Regions from separate parts of the Mus musculus genome. Here region 1 is linked to region 2. A link is a contact called in public Micro-C data. All regions are on one chromosome and are shown on one strand. Each heading gives the region's core, a stretch centred on a gene start, on an enhancer-like site or on the middle of the called end of the contact. The rest is flanking DNA. Distances are from core to core; before and after follow the strand shown.

Region 1 (7,233 bases), core at 3,714-6,213, 400 kb before region 2:
AACGTCCACAAAGAAGAGTACATTGCACATCTAAATGACAAGACTTCTCTCTCTCTCTCTCTCTCTCTCTCTCTCTCTCTCTCTTGTTTTTTTCGATACAGTGTTTCTCTGTGTAGCCCTGGCTGTCCTGGAACTCACTCTGTAGACCAGGCTGGCCTCGAACTCAGAAATCCACCTGCCTCTGCCTCCCAAGTGCTGGGACTAAAGGCGTGCGCCACCACCGCCCGGCCGACTGGGCTTATTTCTAGATGGTGAAGCTTGTCACTCCGAAGGGCCAAGCTGGAGGCCAGAGACTTCAGCAGCACTCTGGCTGGTTAGTCTACACTGCACACCTGTCTTTGATCAGTTCTTATGTAAATACAGATTCTCCCCAGGCTCCATTTGTCTGTGTCTTTGTGCCAAAGCAATCCATGGCTCCTCTAAAGCCTTTTAACTGCAGACATGCTGGGATTAGGGTATTTCCCCTGAGAATCTCAGGGCATAGCATCAAATGCCTTGCTTAAGAATGAGGACAGTGCACAAGGGGCATCTCCCAGGCAGGGGGATGCTCACTATGAACGGAATCCACCAACGAGCTGAGTGTATAAATGAGCCTGACGGGATAGAAGGTCAAAGAGAACGGAACACTGGCATGCCAAAACACATACTCGTCCATGGGCTTCGCTGCTCTGTCAGGACCTGTCAGTCCTGAGAAGGCGCAGTCCTGAGACACGGAGCAACCCTTCGCTGAGCTGCAATTTTCACTGAAAATAAGATCCAAGCAGAGATAAAACTTGGTCTGTGGGTCTGATTCAATTCCAAGCCTTTGATTTGAGAGCTAGAAAGGAAGTTTCAACGGCAAAGATCTAAGGAGAAAACAACTGCCTGTGAAGGAAAGGCTGACCCTTGCTGCAATCAGATTCTGATTTAAGTCGGGTCAACAGATCAATGGCCCTTCAAGCCCATTGAAATTCAGCAGGCCTGAGCGGTATCTGTGCTCAGGGTAGGACTGGAACCTGAAGTACAAGCCAATGACTTGATGCTGTCTGTGACACTGAAAGTTTTCTTATTTGTGATAACCTTTGCATTTATTGTCCCCTGTCCCCTGGGAACATCTCCTTATGTCTGACCTATACACAGACAGGTTTACAGTCTTCGTCAGGTAGTGAATTGTACTAATTTGCTCATTTAACTAGAATAGAGAGCGGCATTGTGGCAAGGCTTTAAATCACCTAAGAATTACAATGAGTATAAAAGGCACATAAATCCCTGGAAAGGTCTCAGCAACCCAGAAACATACTTGGAGAGCCTGCAGTTTAACTCTTCCCTCACCGTTGCCTAGCCCTTAAAAACGCAACAATATAAAATGCTTACTAAGCTGCATTTCTTGTTTCCACGGCTGGGATTAGAACCCAGAGCTGCATACTCTGTCTGCCAGGTAAGCATCCAGCCACTGAGCTGGGCCTGGCCTCGTGTGGCGCTTTTTGTAGGATTCATATTTCTATAAGACAGACATATTTTCCACAAGGAAAATACTTTATGTTCCTAAAAATGCAGCTAACACCAGAAAGCTACACTAAAAACTTCCTGATAGCAAAACTGTATGTGGGTCAGGGCAAGTCTACCCAGAGTGATTCGTCGTTGCGCCCAAGCCTGGGCAGAAGGCTGTTTAAGCTGGCGTCTACCACCCTATTGCATTTTCATTTCAAAATGTTCTTTCTTTCTTCCTTTCTTTCTTTCTTTCTGTGTGTGAGTGTTTTATCTGATATATATATATATATATATATATATATATATATATATACACATATGCACCATACATATGTATGGCCTGGTGCCTACAGAAAAGACCTTTGGGATTTTGGAGCAAAGCTCTACCATCATCTGCAGACAACTATTCTCCCTTTGAAAAACAGCTCTTGGCCTGCTATTGGGCCTTAGTGGAAACTGAACGTTTGACAATAGGACACCAAGTTACTATGCGACCTGAACTACCCATCATGAGCTGGGTACTATCAGACCCTGCAAGTCATAAAGTGGGACGCGCACAGCAGCAGTCTATTATTAAATGGAAGTGGTATATACGTGATCAGGCCAGAGCAGGTCCTGAAGGCACAAGCAAGTTACATGAAGAAGTTGCTCAAATGCCTATGGTTTCTACTCCTGTTACACACACGCACGCGCACACACACACACCTCCCAGAAAATAATCCCTACCCTAGCACAGCAATTGGACATTTAGATTGTTTCCATAATTTCCCATTAAAATATTACTTTTCCAGGAAATGACTAACAGAAATGCTGTCCGTTCTTCTGTTCCTACACAGAACATCTTCAGTCCTCTTTCCTCCTAATATAAATTATCAAATAGAGTTTATTCCTTTCTCTTGCCCTCTCCAAAGTGGCATCTGCTGTGTTTTCTTCTGTGCACAGTGTGCATCTGTCTCTGTGGCCTTCAACTTCATCCTCGAGGTGAAGGCCAGGAGCTGTGACTGGGCATAGCCCGGCTCCTCTGCAGTGACGCTTGCACTGCCGCTTCCTGGTGCCTACAGAGGTCAGAAGAAAGCATTGACTCCCCAGGAACTGGAGTCACAAATAGTTGTGAGCTACATATAGGTGCTAGAATCGAAGCCAGGTCCTCTGTAAGACCAGCAAGTTATTCTTTTTTTTTTTTTTTTTTTTAAAGATTTATTTATTTATTATATGTAAGTACACTGTAGCTGTCTTCACACACTCCAGAAGAGGGCGTCAGATCTTGTTACAGATGGTTGTAAGCCACCATGTGGTTGCTGGGATTTGAACTCTCGACCTCCGGAAGAACAGTCAGGTGCTCTTACCCACTGAGCCATCTCACCAGCCCCAGCAAGTTATTCTTAATCGCTGAGCCATTTCTCTAGCCTCTCTTTTCTTTAAAAAAAAAAAAAAAAAAAAAAAAAAAAAAAAAGTTGTGCATGCACCCACAGGCCAGCAGAGGGCACCAGATCCTTGGAATTGGAGTTGGTGGTTTATGCTATTTAACTTGGGTGCTAGGAATTGAACCTGGGTCCTCTGCAGGAGCAGGACACATTCTAATCACTGAGCCATGCCTCCAGCCTCTCACTATGACATTTTAAGAAAATAAAGTTTCCTCAGAATTAAGGACACTGAGAATCTGTCTAATCGTGAGATAGAAATGATTAAGCTTAGAAATTCTTCATTGTTAACTCCTTTAAAAAAAAAAAAACTGTGCAAAAGAACACAGACAAAACTTACTTAGCACAGTGAGATGAAAAGGATTCTCTTTTTCCACTTCTTCCTTCTGGAATATCAACCTAGCAAAGACAAAATTGTGGTAACACTTCCTTTTTCTCATAATTTGGTTAAGCTACATTTAACATCAAGTACTTAGGAGATGCGTGACTAAAATTAAACAGTGAAGCTGGCTGTTGAAGTTACTGGAGCTACAGTTGCTAAACACTAAAAAACAAAAATGGGGTTTTGGAAAAAATATACAGATTCAGCGGGTTGTGGTTACATACTTGTGTAACATCAGCACACAGGAGGCTGAGGCAGGAGGATCATGAGAAAGAGGCTCGCCATGGCTACAGCAGTGAGCCCCTGTCTAGAAGGCATGGAGGGAGACTAGCTCTCGATGGAGTCCTCCTTGATCAACCAGTTACCTCTCGCCTTCCGTGCTTCCACGAGCACATCACACATTCTATCCCTGAGAGTTCTCTACACTTCATCCAAGGAGTGTAAGACATCAGACATCAGGCAGTGGGCGGTAATGCTGTCGCCCTGTTCAAACGGAGGGCAGGATGCTGCAACACTTCCCTGGTCCCCAAATGAAGCGTTTGATCAGACTGGTGGATCCTCTCCATGAATTGAAGGGCACTTTGCCTCTTCATATCCACAGGGCAAGAAGAAGGCAATTTGTGCTAAATGACCGTCTACTAAGCGCCAGGCATTTCATCTGGTTGCTTAGTAGAAAGCAACCAGGAAAGCTGTGTTGGGATGAAATCCTCAGCCACAACCACGCAGTTGAAAACTACTTAAGATTGTGAGGTCTGTATCAGATCAGTGCCCTTTCTGATAAATCCTCTAAGTTTGGTGTTTTAAAACAATTTTTTAAACTTGTGCGCTTAGGAATAACATTTATACCAATAATGTGGCCGACTGGGGGTGATTGATTTCAGTGTGGGAAATGTGCTTTTTAGAGCACCGCTCCACTGAGCAGAAGAGAAATGAGGAGGGGTGTTCAAACTTACATTACTCTTAATATTAATTTAGAGAACGTGGCTGCAGGCCTGGGAAGGACCAGGCCGCATCTGCACTGGGCAATATTTTTAAGACTTACATTTCATAATCCAAGAGGCTCAGACTCTTTCTACTTGAAAAATACAGATTTTCTGTAATACCTAGATTTTAAAAGTTTCTGATGTAATGGAAAATTATTGTTTTTTTTTCCCCCTCCAAAATAAGCTGTTAACGTTTAAGTTAGTTTTAGTGCTATTTCATAGTATCCATAGGTTATATTAGGGAGTGAATCATATTTTTCCTATTAATACATGTGTTCAAAGAGCAGTCTTGTTTTGTCCCTATGTTTCACAGCTACTCAGGCTTAGCAGGAAAGCCTTCAGCATACTGGAGTGTGTTCACAAGTTAAGCTATTAAGGGCCATACAATTTTGACACTTCAATATAATTTTCTCCAGTCTGACTTGAAAATATTATGTGAAAACAATGGACTACTCCCTCAGGTGTTCTGGTTCTCAAAATGACGTGGTGCCACACGCCCAAAGAGCATCCCTTCGAAACTGTCTGTAGCACTAACTCATGTTCACTAAATGTCTCCAAGCACTAACACACATTCTTAAGTGCTGAAGAGCTCTCCGAGGACGGGTGACTGACAACTGATACTGTTTCGTTGGAGCATGGTGGTTCCAGCAATGTGTACCTAACGGAAGACAGTGAGTCCTCCACTCCCAAACTCTGGCAATAGCCAATCGGTCAGCAGTAACAGGGTCACTGCTGAGATCTTACTCCTTCATAACTGAATGCTGACAGAGCCAGTCTGTGTGAGAAAATATTCACTTAAAAAATGTCCAAGTGTCAAATGATCCAGAGAAGACAGAAAAGGCAAATTCAAGACTGTAGGCTTCTAGTTTCTCTTTCCCATCTGCGTGTGAGACTCACTGAATGTGTGGCCAAATAAAATAAACAAACCCACTTACAATGACTTTGACGTAATTGGCAGGAAACACGCCAGTCTGGTTCCTACATTTCCCTCTGTACCACTCTGCATCTATTTTTTCGAGAAGATAAACAATCTCTCCAGATGTGAGACTCAGATCGTCAGCTTGCTCTGTAATACAGAATTAGTGACACACGATGAATTGCCCCAGCTGCACATGTGATTAAAGCAGAGAACAAAGTTGCATTGAGATCTGTCCACAGAGGCAGGGTGTGCATTCGGCTGCTTCTGACAGACTAGATTATACTGATCAAATTAATTTTCCCATGCAATTATATTTTTAAAATGTGATATTAAGAGATTCTAAGATCAGATTAGATATGTCTACTAAGGGAAACAATTTTTAGAACCACCATGGTCCTGGCCAGAGATTCCTACTGCGCCAACGTAAATCTTGCTGCAAACACATCCAGCATTGACAGATGTTTATAGACCTGGCGCGATACACTTACCACCATTCCCAGTCACCCGGAAAAGCCATTCCAACCTCAAATATTAACTAGGGAGTACTACAGATCTTTAGGAAGAAAATTTATCTACACCAAAATAAAAATCAATCTGCCAAGTATATATAAATAAGTTGTAAATAGTTTTTTGTTTTGTTTTGTTTTTTAAAAAACATTTGTAGCTTTGGCTATGAAGGAAACTTAAAACGATTACAAAAATCTAATTCTTTGATCTCATAGGCAGGTGGTGGGTGACACACATATTAAAAAACCTTTTAAAGAGTCAAAAGCCAGGTAATCACTCATGGCCTCCAGCTAAGGGCTGAAGAAGTCCTCATTTGTCTGTGGACCTCCACACCAAGAATCAAGTTGCCAATTCAATAGGCCATTTTGTATCAGAAGGTCAATTATGAAGCACCTAGAATTTTTTAATGATAAGAACATATTCTCTGGGTTCTGTTGTGGCCCAGATGATAATTTTTTTTTCTATTGTGGGTTCTGTTCCCCTGCCCCCCATTCCAGAAATTGGTTTTGATGTACCCAAGACTTGTTTTTCAATAAAGGAAATAAAAATCTCTATTTTTTTAAAAAAAACCCATTTAAACACCTACTTTACTTATTAAATTAGAATTAACTTCATTACAACGCTAAGCAAGCCAATGTTCTATCCTGAGCCCCTAAAGAATGTTATTTGAGCTAAAACTTCATCACAGACTTAAAGATAAAATGATAAGCAAAGGCTACTTTCCATTTGTATGAGGGATCTGCCATTCCTTTTTTTTTTTTTTAAAGATTTATTTATTCAATGTATATGAGTACACTGTAGCTGTACAGATGGTTGTGAGCCATCATGTGGTTGCTGGGAATTGAACTCAGAACCTCTGCTTGCTCCAGCCCCACTCACTCTGGCCCCAAGATTTATTTATTATTATATGTAAGTACACTGTAGCTGTCTTCAGACACACCAGAAGAGATTTCATTATGGATGGTTGTGAGCCACCATGTGGTTGCTGGGATTTGAACTCATGACCTTCTGAAGAGCAGTCAGTGCTCTTACCCGCTGAGCCATCTCTCCAGCCCCTGCCATTCCTTTCAAAGGGCAGGTTTTCAGCTAAGCCTTCTGGCACGACTTGGTACATGGATCCTTCCTGAAGACAGAGCTGATGGATACAGGGTGGTACCCGCAGGCTAGCATTCCGTGGGCACAGGCAATGGGGATGAAAGGCTTTGAGAGCATCCCAGGGCTCTACCAATTTATTATTTATGTCCTTACCTGCTGGGAAATCATGAAGAGCCACAGCGTGAGGAGCACCACTGTCTACAGGCTTCTGACTGTGGCCTGAATCCTTGGGGGAAAAGCAGGGCTGTGAGTGGGGTGTGCAGGATAGACACCAGTTTCATTATCTCTGCAAGACCATTGTTTTGTCTCGTTACAGAGTCCTCCCGAAAGAATTGCCCCATGAGTACTAGACGCAGACCACACAGATGGGCTAGACAAGGGAATCATAATCGCCTCAAAACAGATTGCGTCCTTGCCAGGGTGGGTACAGAAATACATTTCAATTGCATATCACTA
Region 2 (6,749 bases), core at 2,180-4,679:
CTTCTTTCTGTATGTTTAAATTATATTTTATGTGTTCTTATTTTATAAAGTTAAAAACCCTGGATTGTAGCAGTGCTGAAGGGTTGCAGTATGTGCTGCGGGATGTCTGGCTCAGAGCAGCCAGGCTCAGTGAAACTGTTGCTCTCTTGCTGTTTAGTGCTCTTTTTGTTCAGTGGATACATTTTGTGAAACAAACTGTACTTGGTCTGATACATAGTTTCCTCAAGTTATTTTAGTGTTTTATAGATGTGGAGAGACGAAGTCTGTGGAATTAAAGCTGTCTTGGGAAATGCAGGGCATACGATTGGAGAACTCACACTGTTTGTGTTTCTGTGCTGTCCTGCTGTTGGCCAGTATTCTGCTCTTCAGGATGTGTCTGGCTTTGGAGGTCTCTGAATCTGTATGGGGAAGAACTCTCCTTTTCAGTGGAATCCAGTGGAACTACTGAAAGTCTTAGCTGTGATTACAGACTCCCATGTGTAGTCTTTCTTCCTTGTTTATTCCCTAATTATCCCTCACTCACTTGCCAAAACTAAGTCATGCTATTTATCACTATTGTATTCTCCACAGTATTTTGTTATTATAATTATAATATGCTTTAATGTTATAGATGCTGATGGAAATTCTTTTTGCATATTAATGGGGTATCAAGTGAAGTTTTGATACACGTACTGATTAATGTAATGTTAAGGTCAAGTTAAACATATCTATCTTCCCAAACACTTACCAGTTCTTCATGGTGAAAACTCTCCTTGGAACTTTCTAATAGTATAGCACATCTGGTTATCTATAGGCACCCTCCTGTGCACTGGACCAGCAGAGCACCTTGCTGGGATCTCTTTGTGGCTTAGCACAGTGAGTTCTATAACTGAGCTGGGCTCACAGAGCCATTGTGAAGAGCACCCTATCTTGCTTCTTCACAGCACTTAGGAACGACTGAGGAACTGAGGCATGGGCCACGCATGTTCAACATCTAAAACCACAGCACCTCTGAGGGTAACGCTCCTGTACGCTTTGTTCTCTGGGATATGTCCATTGCTGAGTATGGACATCTCCTTAGACTTAAGAAGTATGGAAAACCAAACCAACCAACCAACCAACCAACCAATCAACCAAAGAACAGCACACAATAGAATGTTTAGGAATGAATGTGCCAGCAGAACACTGACAGTTGTCACCCTTTCAGACAGTACTTTATAAGGGAGTGATTTTAGACAGCACTTTGTATACATCACCTGACTCTATTCTTAGTTATGTCCGTAACTTAAAATTGGAGATTTTAAAGCCATCAAAGTTAATACATGTTTATTTTTAAAAGTCCATATAGTATAGAATACTGAGATGAAAAGTGGATGTTACTGTATTAGATTTTAATTTGCAACTCCCTAATTAAGATTCTTTAACTTTTATCTGTTAGTGACAATTCTCCAGATATTTCCATTTAGTGTCCAGAGAGACCAAAGACTGATTGTTCTCTACTTTATTTTTCTTACATTCCCCATTTTTATGTGTTTGTTCCTGTTTTTAACACTGATAATTGCAAGGGTTAGGAACAACCTGCCCTTCACCTCTGGCTCTCTCAGTGACAACTGACAGGTGCCTGTCATAAATCCTAGAGATCAGGGACAGACTCTCAGAGCAGGTCAGAGCTGGATGTATCTTGAGGGGCTCCCAGTGGGAGCACTCTAACTTCCTACACCTCCCCCTTGGGTGCTGAAAGGGTTACTTCAAGTCTGGGCTCAGGCCTGCTAAAGACATTCCTATTGTGTTTTGCAAACTTTACATCTGCTTCCCTGACAGAAGGGCCTTGGTCAGTCTTCTAAATAAAATCCCTTTCTCTGTGCACTCTCTCACCTAAATCATGCATAACTTTTTAGTTACCTGCCATGCACGTAGGCAGCTTATAAAGGAGAGCTCATTCTCTCTGTCTCATACATAATACAAATGGATTTATGCTGACAATTTTCCCACATTATGATCAATATATTTCAGCAGCATTTCTTAACCAGAGATTAAGCATTGCAAAGCCTAATGAAGGGACTGGGGAGATGGCTCAGTGAATGAAGTGCCTTCCATTTAAGGATACAGATCTGAGTTGGATCCCCACAAATCCACATTGAAAAGCCAGGCTTGGTATTTTGTATCTTGACTCCCCATGCTGCGGGGACAATGTGGGGCTGCAGCAGGTAGAGACAGGAGGATCTTGGGAGTTCTTTGGCCAGCTGTCCTATTTGAATCAGTGAGCTTCAGATTTAGTGACAACATCTGTATCAGGGAGGGAAGGAAGAGAGGGAGGAAAGATATTTGACATTGACCCCTAGCTTATACACATGGATGTGCATACCTCCACCTACTCTAATAAGTAACACATCAGATGCACACCACATCCCACCTGCATACACACTCACAACCTGTGAGTAGGAAAAGTGGGGCGGGTATGTAGGCTGATAGTGGGCATCTCTGCAATTGCTCCTCACTGCTGCAGATAGGTATGGAGTCCACTCAGGAGCTTACTCTCATACTGTCTTCATCCAACACTGAGGTGTGGCCATTTATTCCTCAGGGTTAGTGCAGGGTTCACGGGGTTCTTTTTAAAGGCTGCAGGACTTTCTTCCACAGTCATGTGCAAGCGGAACACATTGGGGAAAGCTCTGGGCCTGGGAGTAGACTTGGGTTCAATCTCTAGGTTGAGTAATAAAGGTGACTCAGAAAGCCCTGAACACAAGGTTTTTATCAATTCATTTGACAAACCATCCAACCTCGCTGAGTGCATTTGGTGTCTGGTCCTGCCTGAGCTATCTCAAGGTTGTTGATTTTTAACCTGTGTTAGTATTTGTATGTTCTGTGGAGAAAATACTAATATACCTAGTTTAGGGTGCTAGCTCAGACCTTCTGGGGATTTTATATAAGAACATGGCAGATAAATATATCATTCTTCTAAAAGTTTTTAAATTCCTAAATACATATAGCCTCCAGAGTGTGGAATAAGAGATGGGAAGCCCACTTTGGACATTTGGGAAAGAGTTGATTTTTACAGATAGGTTGAGCATGCTTTTGTGAAAGTCATATTAAAGAAAATGTTATTGATAGATGAAGTAAGCAAATAAATTCAGCTGCAGATATGTCTAGAGTCACTCAAGCTGGTTGGTTCTATTGTACTTTAGAGCAAAGGGTACGTTGTCTGCTTCTCATGGGTCTGCCCGGTTAATTTGTCCAAGCTAATATTCAAAGCTGAGCGCTCATTGGTTAGTTGCACTAGCCTGCCTTCTCAGAGAAGCAGAAGTGAAGGAAGGATTAAACAAACAGGGATTGTACTTCAAGGAGCAAGGCAAGAAGGCACTTAGGGACAAAAGTGTCAACCCTGGAGCTTACATCACCTGTCATAGTGTCAGAGGGAGAGACGTGGAGCTTTTATCTGGAAGTGACACATGTCTTTCCATTCCTATTTCATCCTGTGAAGGCAAGCAAGGCCTCAGGTCACACCACCCTCAGAGGGAAGTGTCCTTCTGCGGTTTTATCAGAAGAGATGTTTAGGATATGAATATTTGCCCTAGTGACTGTCATTCATATGTCAGGGTCCCAGTAAGAACAGGTGGGCCTCAGATGGTGCTGTCAGGCAAGCTGAGGAGCTAAAGAGGGTTTGAGAGGGCAACATTTCAGTGTTTGGTGCTGTGTCAGAAACCACGCTTAGAGCTGGACTTAACAGCAGCCATTGGTTGTTAGTGTGAGTCACCACCTGCACAGTGCAACAGTCCGGCTCTAGGGCGTGGGCCTCAAGTGAGATCATTTCTGTGACTAGGGCCTGAGCATTTGGGGCTGCCTGAGCATCTCTTTCTCCTCTGTGCCTCTTCCTTTCTATACAGGTATGGCTGGGGCTTCTCCCAGGGAGGCAGCCTTAGCTATTTGGGTTTCTATACTAGTCAAGGTCTCAGCACTCCAGAGCATGGAGGTTCTAAAGCCTCCAAGTGTGCATGGTAGAAGTGACCAGTGTCTTAGGGACCTGGGACAGAGTCACTCCTGTTTACTCTCACTGTTCACATGTCACAGAGCTGGATACGGAGCCTGTAGCTTGATTCAAGAGCATAAGGGAATCTGTGGCAAGTTCACTGTGACCATAACACTGATCTCTCCCCCTCTCCCCCCAGTCTCTCTGTCTCTCTCTGTCTCTGTCTCTCCCCCTCTCTGTCTCTATCTCTGTCTCTGTCTCTGTCTGTCTCTCTCTCTCTCTGTGTGTGTGTGTGTGTGTGTGTGTGTGTGTGTGTGTGTGTCTGTGTCTGTGTCTGTGTCTGTGTAAAGAGTCAGGGGCAAGGGGCTGTGTAGAAAGTGCCTGCTATAGGAGCTGTGTACTTCAAGCAACTCCTAGAAATAAAGTTGGGACAAACTCGGAAACTTCACCTATTCCGGTCTACCAGTCTCCTGCTAGAATCATATTGGCTAAACTCGTGTGGTAACCAAACATTTCAGAGAACAGAGGACATGGTGGCCCACACAGACCCACAGGGCTATGAGACTGGATCTGAAGGTAAATACAGATGCATGTGAGTCTCCTGCACTCCCAGCTCCCAGTGTCAGCACCTGAGAGCCTTCCTTAGGAGGAAGCTGGCACCTGTCAAGTGTGACTGTACTCTGTGCTCAAGTAGATTTCACCTTAAAATTTTCTAGAAAGGCCTTAAAACCCAACCTTTTATATCTTCTTCTCACAGATTCTCTTCTGGAACCTACATCATAGTTAGAACTTACTATGGCAGGTAGAAATACTAACAGCATATTTGATGTGAATGATAGTAAAGAAACATGTAAAACACAGGTGACAGTCACCAAATACAATGTATGCTTATGCAGTTTGGTGAGAGGTACAGCGTGCAGCAGAAAAGCACTGGGAAGTGAGTCAGAAGATCTGTACTCTAGTCCTGGCTCTTTCTGCTGTGTGGCCATGTACCAAGCCTGTAAACTTTCTGAGTCTGTGTCTCCTGCTGTACAGTGAGAATAGCAACACCGTTCTCTACCCTTGTACAATTTGAAGATGGAGGATAGCATTTGCGCATTTTGAGACGCACACAGATAACATGCCATGGCTATTCTGGGAGAAGGCCTGCCGTCTCATGTGCAGTAGGAGGATAATACTGCTTGTTCAGAAACAGTTAGGGAGCACGTACAGGGGAGGCACTCTGTACTTCACTGGCAGAGGAAGTGAAACCCTTTCATCGCTACGGAGTTCATAATGTGGGACCTGGGAGGTGACAGGTTAACCACAGGCTTAGAGCAGGAGGGGGTAAGATAAATGCTGTTACAGAGAGAAGCAGGGACAGGTGTAGGCAGAAACAAGATATGGCTAAGAAAAGAAGCTGTGTAGTCATATTTTTTTGCAGCCTATTCTACTAAGCATTCAACCTCTCCTCAGCCACCAGAGGTAGTGGAAGAGAAAAGCCACTAGGATATGGGGGAAGTTGACCTGTTTAGCAGTAGTTCTTTGAGGGGAGCTCAATTTTCTTTGCCAGTGGTTCAGTCTGTAGCAAGTCAGCAGCTGCAGTCCAGTCCTCGGTAGGCAGACACCATGCAGGAACCAGCAGCTGCAGTCCAGTCCTTTTGGCAAGCAGATAGTACACAAACCAGCAGCTGTAGTTCAATCTTCAAGAAACCTCAAGGCTCATCAACCAGCCCAAACAAGTGAAGTTGTCTGACTGACTGTCACCAGCCTGGACTCTCTGCCCAGGTGTAGTATTGGGGTCCTCTGTTAGCAGGAGAATGGTAGGTAGGCAGTGTGCCTTAGAAGACAAAGCTGACTTTGAAGCTTATCCTGGTCTCCAGCAGGATTAGAAAAGGGATTGGTAGGGAGTGTGGGTGGGAAAGGATTGCCCAAGTAACACCCTGGCTCACTTGCAGGATTTCCAGAAGTGACTTAGAATACTTTTTGTTTTGGAGGTTGCTATGGGTGGGTTCTTCACGGGCTTTTAGGAAATAGTGGAAGAAGCTTGTGACTGTCTCTGTTCAGGGAAACTGTAGACCTTGAGGGGTGTATGCTATGGTAGACAGTGATGGCAAAGGAGTCTGTCACATATGTCCTTTCTGCATGCATCTCCCAGGCATTAGCCATGGAAACTCTGACCTCAAAGCCTGTACCTTTGGTTTTGCCAAAGAGTAGCCAACTATATTTCATTTCCTATAAGTGTGCTTGGAAAACAGAAACAAGATCTACTAGGGAAAAAAATCTCACCATCTTCTGAGTGCTGAAACTGTGCTCGAACAATATACACGGGGAGAATTAATTTTAGACATTTCCTTAAGGGCATGTGTGTTGGCTTTCTATAAGCCACCGTGGAACCCATTTGTTTTACAATCTTGCCTTCCAAATACACACATACATATTCATGATCTGCATCCTACAAGCTCAATAATTCATGGCTTATTGACTTAAGTTGATGGATGGCAGTTTTGGGGTGATTGAAAAGAAAAGATGGAAATTTCAAGAGGCTGGGCACAGCCACAAGGGAGTTGCCCCTAAACCAACAATGTGCCCTGTAGGTGGGGTGGGACAAGGACTTTAGTACAGCCCAGTTTGGCTCTCCCGGCTAAGCATACTCTCGACCTTTATGCCCAGTGGAAGTTGTGATTGAAGACTCTTTAAACGATTAGATAACATCTTCAGATCATCATCATTATGATATATTAATGGGCTGTGGTTGGGTGCGGCGCTTACAGGAGGAATAGCCCGATGTGTGTCTAAGGGGAAGAGAGCAGGGTGGCTGTGG

The links. A called contact is a pair of places that touch in the nucleus more often than the background predicts.
Region 1: a Micro-C map of the HL-1 cell line shows a contact between it and region 2, with 3 times the contacts expected there. The contact joins two enhancer-like sites. A contact is called at or near these places in 4 of 15 datasets of contacts at CTCF or cohesin (the NIH/3T3 cell line, embryonic stem cells, large pre-B cells and 1 more), 112 of 484 Hi-C or Micro-C datasets (the 3T3-L1 cell line, the AtT-20 cell line, B cells and 63 more), 6 of 115 datasets of contacts at active chromatin or transcription factors (astrocytes, bone marrow-derived macrophages, cardiomyocytes and 3 more) and 3 of 9 other capture datasets (adipose tissue, embryonic stem cells and liver).

Annotation. Positions count from the first base shown.
Region 1 is chr3:86,112,876-86,120,108 of GRCm38.p6, reverse strand. It overlaps Sh3d19 (SH3 domain protein D19), which reads right to left. Exons shown (of 22, transcript NM_001082414.3): 15 at 6,931-7,003; 16 at 5,192-5,322; 17 at 3,232-3,290. Among named protein-coding and RNA genes, the nearest start is that of Gm25188, 16 kb to the right of the region's middle. Within about 2 kb of position 4,963, at least 67 of the 459 cell types and tissues checked have an H3K27ac peak or open chromatin away from gene starts, as enhancers often do. A contact at or near this core is called in the HL-1 cell line, where this site is marked.
Region 2 is chr3:85,712,976-85,719,724 of GRCm38.p6, reverse strand. All of the region lies in intron 5 of Fam160a1 (family with sequence similarity 160, member A1), which reads left to right. It overlaps Gm40082 (a long non-coding RNA gene), which reads right to left. Exons shown (of 3, transcript XR_001783868.1): 2 at 5,453-5,583; 3 at 1,963-2,265. Among named protein-coding and RNA genes, the nearest start is that of Gm40082, 3.6 kb to the right of the region's middle. Within about 2 kb of position 3,429, at least 7 of the 459 cell types and tissues checked have an H3K27ac peak or open chromatin away from gene starts, as enhancers often do. A contact at or near this core is called in the HL-1 cell line, where this site is marked.